Linked DNA regions of Mus musculus: region 2 is linked to region 1. Evidence: chromatin contacts called from public Hi-C data. All regions are on one chromosome and are shown on one strand. Each heading gives the region's core, a stretch centred on a gene start, on an enhancer-like site or on the middle of the called end of the contact. The rest is flanking DNA. Distances are from core to core; before and after follow the strand shown.

The links. A called contact is a pair of places that touch in the nucleus more often than the background predicts.
Region 2: a contact with region 1 is called in a Hi-C map of liver, with 4 times the contacts expected there. The contact joins two enhancer-like sites. A contact is called at or near these places in 1 of 484 Hi-C or Micro-C datasets (liver), 2 of 115 datasets of contacts at active chromatin or transcription factors (embryonic hindbrain and embryonic stem cells) and 1 of 9 other capture datasets (pancreatic islet).

Annotation. Positions count from the first base shown.
Region 1 is chr4:101,427,165-101,431,006 of GRCm38.p6, reverse strand. All of the region lies in intron 1 of Ak4 (adenylate kinase 4), which reads right to left. Among named protein-coding and RNA genes, the nearest start is that of Ak4, 9.4 kb to the right of the region's middle. Within about 2 kb of position 1,741, at least 4 of the 459 cell types and tissues checked have an H3K27ac peak or open chromatin away from gene starts, as enhancers often do. A contact at or near this core is called in liver, where this site is marked.
Region 2 is chr4:101,673,948-101,677,789 of GRCm38.p6, reverse strand. No RefSeq gene overlaps it. Among named protein-coding and RNA genes, the nearest start is that of Leprot, 28 kb to the right of the region's middle. Within about 2 kb of position 1,864, at least 26 of the 459 cell types and tissues checked have an H3K27ac peak or open chromatin away from gene starts, as enhancers often do. A contact at or near this core is called in liver, where this site is marked.

The sequences.
Region 1 (3,842 bases), core at 492-2,991:
AAACCTTAAGCTTACTCACTCCATGCATCTCATGGAGTGGGCCACGATCCTCTCTCTTCTCCATTTTAAGTTTACTCTACCTGCCAATGTTTGAACAGCAGATCCTTCCTCCACTTGGAGCTTAGATCAAGCATCTCAGTAAGACCTGTCTTCAACCTGACCCCACTATGGTACAATGCTTGCCCATCTCGGATGTAGTGACCTTCCAGTGACCAGTCATCACTGTGGTATGCTATCTTCCTGGCATACTTAACACAGGATATAAAACATAATAAATGGGGCAGGAGAGATGGCTCAGTGGTTAAGAGCACTGACTGCTCTTCCAGAGGTGTCTGAGTTCAATTCTCACATGGTGGCTCACAACCATCCGTAATGGGATCCGATGGACTCTTCTGGTGTGTGTCTGAAGACAGCTACAATGTACTCATATAAATAAAAGTAAATAAATCTAAAAAATAAAACATAAGAAATGACACTTTGCTCTGGTATGTCTAAAACCTCTGAACTCAACTGCTATTAATTAACTTACTATTTAAATGGTGAGAGACTATGACTGAAGTCATTATTAACAACCAAAGGAAACCCGTTACTGGGAGAAGAAAATGAACTAAGATACAGATGGTATGAAGAAGTCCCAGAAAAGTGCCACCTGTGGTGGGAACTGTGCAAAAAGCTTCAAAGCCAAGGCTGAAAACAGATTCAGAAAATGAAAGGCATTAGGCATTCCAGGGGAAAGTTAAGGCTGAGCAATGTCCCCAGCCCACCGGGTCATTGACTTCAAAACTCCACCCACACACGCACGCACACAGCACCAGACCTCACTGGAACATCATGAGACACCTACAACATGAACCATCATAAGCCATAAGTTCAAAATGGTCAAAGAACAAGGTTTGCATGCATGCCTCCCCATGCCTAGCGCTGGCACAAAACTGATTCAAATGCCTAATGATGGAACAGTGGGCTCCCGCAATATTGCAAACCTCACACTGTTACAGCGAAGACTCATGTCTACCCCAACCCCGCAGATGGTCTATTTTAGACCTAGCTGGTCCTTTTGGGGATGGAGGTGGTGCTACCTTCCTCATAGAAGTATTTCAAATGTTTCAAGGGTAGAGAGCTTCTGGAAAGAAAAAAATCTACAAATCTCTAGTCTTACCAAACTTGTTTCCTGGAACAACAGCCCAAACTGGCCTTAAATTCTCAATCCTCCTGCCTCAGCCTCCTGCGAACTAGCATTTGGAGTATGTGCCACCCTGCCATCCCAACTTTTCTGCACCTCGACACACTTTTGGAGAGCTAAGCTGCCATGAGCTTCTGCCACCTGCTGTGCTTGTCCAAAGTGTCTCCTGCACCTAAGATTTAAGAGAATTGCCAATGACAACTTTTAAAGGTGAGACTTCTAAAGGTATTAGCTCACGGGCTCCCTGGAGAATGGGGTTGCCTTGCCTATTGCAAAAGGTCCGAGGACTGCTCAGTTATAGTTTGTAAGTATAACTATATAGTTTAGTTACAATATCAGGGGGGAGAGAAACAACTTAGAATTTGGGCATGGTGTCATGGCCTGTAATCCCAGCACTCAGTGCGAAGCTGAGGCAGGAGGATAAGTGACTAAAACTTACCTGGGTCTCCATGGTCAGACAATGTCAAAAACAAAAGGGCAGGCAGTCAGCATGATGGCTCAGAAGGGAAAGGCACTTGCCACTAAGTCTGATGACCTATTATTGCTCAACCCCTGACACCCACACCCACACAGCAGAACTGACTCCTATAAACTGTCCTCTGACCTCCACCTCCGAGTGCACAACCACCCCACACAAATATATATAATAAATTTTCAAAAATAGCAGCAATAAAAAGCTTTAAGCAGCATTTAGCCCTCCCCCTTCATCCCTTTAGCATATGAGCAGTGCTCAGAAAGCCAGCCCAGAATCACAGATCCTCACAGTGCCTTGTACCTGGAACCTGCCAGCTTTCAGATACGTATGAAATGGCCAGGCAACATGACACATACCCATGATTTGAGCATGGTAAGAGGCTGGGGCAGGATCCAGTTCACAGCCACCCTGGGCTACACATTGAGTTACAGGCCAGGCCAGTAAGGACCACATAGCAAGATCCTATTTCTGTCTGCTTGCTCCAAGAAATGTTGAAGTAAATTTCTGTTGCTTTAAACTACAGTGTGAAACATTTTGTGTTAGCAGGCAAACAGGTTAAGATACTGTCTCAAAATGGCATTTCTAACCAGGTGAGTGGTAGAAGAATCAATCTAATGTCCAAGACAACCTGGGATATAGACAATTTCAAGCTGACCAAAGCTATGCAGTAAGACTGAATATCAACAAAAACAAAAATGCAGTCAATGGAGGCCCATCGATTACAAACTTGAGGGAAACACATTCTACTAGATCCTCCAGCGTTGTCAGAAGGTAGCACGCGATAAAGAACGTGATCCGAGCTGAAGACGAGCCCCAGGCTTGAATGAGTTTCTCTAGCTGTCTGACCTAGGAAGGGCAAGTTGCTCAACCCCTGGGGACATTTGCTTATTTTAGAATTATATAACAAGAACTGCTACTTTGTACATAGATAGGCAGGTAAATTATAACAGGAAGAAAAGAGCCAGCCCAGGCCCTGGCAGATGTTAAACTCCCTGCAAACTTAGGACCAAACACCAAGAATTACAAAACACCCTGGTCAGTGGTGCAAATAAAAAAAATTATATGTTTATTAAAGTACTAAGTCTAGAAAATAATTAATCGTTAGCTTCTTCAGAATCTGATGATCAGGACTAATGCCGCAGTATTTTCACACTAAACTAATGCCTGCTGCCAGGCCATTTCTCTAGTATAAAAGTTGTCAGGTTTAGAGGTGAGGCTGTTAAAATGTAACATCAACCATCCAAAATGGACCTCTTGGGGCTGCACAAATGAGACCTTCTGTACCGTGTCTGAAAGGCCAAACAGAACTAAATGGGGGCGGGGAGGGGGAGGTGCAGAGAGTAACCCTAAAACCTGTCTATCACTACTTATGCTTTTAAAAAAAAGTCAGTTTGCTCAAAGGAAGCCCATGTTTGAATGTCTGGTCTGACCCATGGGGAAAGCTCAAAAAAACTTCATAAGGAAAATAACACTTGCATGTCTACAAGTCACACATGAAGCAATACAGAATAACAAAATGACAGCGTTTAATAATTTGTTTGGCAAATAGGTGGCCGAAATACCTTCATAAACTGTCTATCCTAACCATTCAAACCACAATTTCATGATTATTTGCCATCACTTGAACTCTAGAAAGTTCAAAATGCCATAAACTGCACTGTATTGCTGGGCAGTGGTGGTGCACACCTTTATTCCCAGGACTAGGGAGACAAGAGGCAAATCTGAGTTTGGGACCAGATTGGTCTACAGACTAGTTCCAAGACAGCCAGCCCTGTCTCAAAAATAAATATAAAAATAAAATTAAAAAGAGAAAAAAAAAAAAAAAAGAACACCCTACACTGTACGAATTTAAAAGATTTGAAATGTGCGTGAGAAGTACCCTATGGCAGGTTTCAGATCCTCCAGAGCTAAAATTAAGAGCAGCTGTGAACTGTCCACGCGTGCTAGGGAATCAAACTTGGGTCCTCTACAAAAGTCGTTTGTACTCTTCCCTGTGGGGCCCTTTCCAGCCCCTGACACACGACTTTTATGTGTATCTTAAAAACAAAGACTAGGAGCTGAGGGCAAGGGGCGTGGAGCAAATGCAGCAACCTGCCTTAGATCTGGGTGTAGCTCAGCTGTAATGCTTAGGATTAGCAAGTGCAGAACCCCGTAAAGGTAAAATAACCCTTTGCTTTAACAGTG
Region 2 (3,842 bases), core at 615-3,114, 250 kb before region 1:
ATCATAGCACTGAACATGGGCTTTGTAAGTGTGCCCTAGAAATGTTCATAGTTCTAAACGGAGGATATCATTATCATCAACATCTCCACTGGATAGACAAGAAACTAGGGAATTCGAAGTTTTAAGTAAAATGCCCAGAGTCCAGAAGCTAATCAGTACTGAAGCCTGGTGTTAAACCTATTTAAAACTATGTCTTAACTGATATATTGCAATATTATATAAAAATAACAGTATTAGTAAAAGACTCAAAGAAGCTTCATTGTGATGAACATATCTCAGTTGGGATACTACATGTAGTCTAGAACTTCATTTCTTCTTTAGATATAGATAAAAATTAGGTAATAGATTCAATAGGTTGGTAGATGGATGATAAAACAAATGGTAGATAGATAGATAGATAGATAGATAGATAGATAGATAGATAGGTACATACATACATACATACATACATACATACATACATACATAGACAGATAGACAGATAGGAATGGTGGACAGATGATAAGTAGAGGGAGATAGATAGATGATAGATAGATAGATAGATAGATAGATAGATAGAAAGAAAGATAGAAAGAAAGAAAGAAAGATAGATAGATAGATAGATAGATAGATAGATAGATTATGATAGATGAATAGACACACAAACAAAATAGATAAGACCTTACAAAGGCATAGTCATAACATAATCTGAGAGTGCTAGAGAGCATGTTTCATGAGATATGAATAGAGAAACCAAGAACCCAATCTAAGAGGTGACATTAAATGCACAGATTTGAATAGCTATGTGTATTGTCTGGAAATGGGCCTATGTGTTGAGTTCAGCCAAAGTGACCTCTCTTCTGAGTTTTGTGACCTTGCCTGAGTTTTTCACCTTTAAAGTATGTGAGATGATCACTTCTTAGCTGCTTGGAAGCATTAGAAACAACAAATATGAACTCTCTTGACACAGCCCTGCAACACAGAATGTGGTCCAAATAATGATATTACTGCTATTTTTGGAAGGAAAGAGCAAAGACTCTACCTCCAATGGCAGCTGTCAGGGAACTTGCTTCCAAGTGAGCATCCATCCCTAGAGACATTTAGCCAGATGTCTAAAGGTAAAATAAAGGAAACTAGTTTTCAGATAAAACATGAGTCCTTTTATAGATGAGATTGTATAAACACCTGTGCTTTCTCTTACCTGCAGAATGATGTCGCCAGCAAGCAGAGCCCACACTTCCAGTTGCAGTGGGGGGGTAAGAGTCAAGAAGACACGGCCCCTGTCATTTCCACCCTGCTTGGGTCTAGTGGCTTACCCCTTCTAGATTAATGAAGAAAGAACTATCTGTATTCTTAGGCTGGGGGAACCTTCATTTAGGAAAGCAGCCCCGAGGTGTTGATGACTTTGGCATCCACTAGGTTTTTTTGTTTGTTTGTTTGTTTGTTTAAGAAGAAGAAGGAGAACACAATTAATGTAGTCCTTTTCACTTACAGAAATAGCTAAATGACCCAGAGGAATCAAGTTGGTTGAGTGGGTTAAAATCAGATATGGAAAGCCTGCAGTTACCTTATTTAGGTCTCCAAGTAGTGGCAGTTGTGTGACTTACGTGTGGGGTCCGGGCACTGTCATTTTACTGCCTCACACTAGCACACCATTGGTGGAAAGAGTTTTATCTGTGCCTTTTTCCTTAATGAGAGTGTTTTGAGGACCTGAGTTGCTCTTTGCCTTGTCGTTTGAACTATATTTCATCACAGGCCGTTTTACTATGTTTGGAAATTCATCCAGGATGAGGAAAAAGCCAAATTACAAACTGGCCTCAAGCCTCGGGGAAATATCTTGGGCATTTTGTTTACAGGCCAGAGGGCTGACATCTGCCCCTTTGAAGGCTTGCTCTTGACACATTTCTGGCCAGACTACACTGAGGAAGTAGATGTTCTAAGTGCAGGGGATGTTGTGTTTCTCTTTCAGGCTTTGGAAAGTTTTCACAATATGAAATGGATTAAAGCAGAAGCACGCTCTGTCCCACACATGATCCTCCTGCCTGAGGACAGCCTTCCATTCAGTCCCAGAGAGAGCACTCTCCATACATCCTTAGATACTTACTCCAAGGTATCAGTCTCTCCCCACTCTGCCACCGTGCTCTTTACAGTGCTGGCTCCTTCAGTCTCCTGCCTCTCCACATAATTTCCAGTTATGTATTTAACTCTGTGGTGATTATTTGTCTCTCTCCCCAAATAAACGTAAGATGTCATTTGATCCATTGTGTCCTGACATTTAGCACAGTATTGGCACAAGGAAAAAGTATCAATTGAATGAGTGTATCCATTCCAACTTTATATGCCATTAAATCACACAGCTAAATAACTCAATGTCAACTTCCCAAGAACTATGGCTTCTCAGAAAGTTAAGAGGTCAACCCAACCTCTCACCACAGCTACATGTTCCTTCCTTTGGTCCCCATTTCCTCATTTAAAAATATGCCCTGGGCCAGGCATGGTGGTACATGCCTTTAATCTCAGGACTAAAAAGGCCGAGGCTGAAGGTTCTCTGTGAGTTCGAGGCCACCCTGGTCTACATAGTGAGTTTCAGGATAGTTAGGGCTACTTAGTGAGACCCTATCTCAAAACAAACAACAACAAAATGTCACTGTAGAACGTGTGTGTGTGTGTGTGTGTGTGTGTGTGTGTGTGTCCCTGGAAACATGATTCTTGTTTGCCCATCAAAGTCGGACAAAGGTCCTTTAGGAAAACAGACTGAGAAGATCTTTCTTGCCTGGCCACGTGGGCAGAAGCATGTATGCCAAAGGGCATGAGTGACACAGTGTATAGCCCCAGACTTGACACATCCCAGTACTACCTATGACTACACTGTTTGCAGATGGTGTTTATGGAAAAAGTAAAACTTTAACTCAAGGATACACGTGGTTAGCTAATAGTAATGGTTTCTGATTAGGCAGCCTGAGAGACTTGCTTCTGGTTTTTTTCTATGCCCTGACCCGAGAGTCCCTTAAAATAAATTCACATGAGAACTAAGTCCCCCATACTCCTCCTTACAGCAAGCACTCAGAATCCATCCTGACTGACAATAGAGCCCACCTGTTCCATCTGTTTTGTTTTTGCTTTGTTCTTTTGTTTTGTTTTGATGTAGGGAGACAATTAGAAATAATCAACCAAAAAAAAAAAAAAAAAACCCTCTGCAGGACCCAGTAGAGTAGCGCAGCACATGATGTGAGATGTGATCATCTATTCACCCTACACAGCATTCCAACAAAGGACCAAAGAAACAATCCTGCCCAAGGTTAGCTTAGCCAGCCAGCGAATGCATCGAGGTTCCTTACAGAGCGCAGGTGAGCAGTTACCTACTGGAGTATGGATGACGGGGAAGTCAGGTGCAACACCAAAACCTACCCAACAGGGGTGACAGCTCATGAAAGCTGCCTCCCTGAGCATCCTGAGGGAGATTTACACAGAACCTCCTGAAATTGTTACTGCTTATATAGTCTTGAGGGTAGGGGAGCATGAATCTTGAAATTTTCAGGAACTTTCTGAGATTTGTGAGTTGTGTTTTCTTCTTAGGTCTATGGGAGCACCCCTCCAGGAGTGAATGTTTTCAATCTAGAGGAAGTAATTACACACGAGATAGCAAAATGGAAATTGTAACCAGTGGGTTGCTGGACTCAAAAGGAAAAAAATCTGAGTGTTGATCGCTCACTGTGGACCCAGATGAGAATCCTTCCCCAAAGGGCTTGGCCAGGAGAGTAAATGCTGTGGGGGGAAGGGTGTGTCACCCTCCCCCACCTCTCATGTTTCTTTCAAGGAGCACAGGGAAGGAAAGGAAAGATTTTGTAGAGTGAGGACAGTGA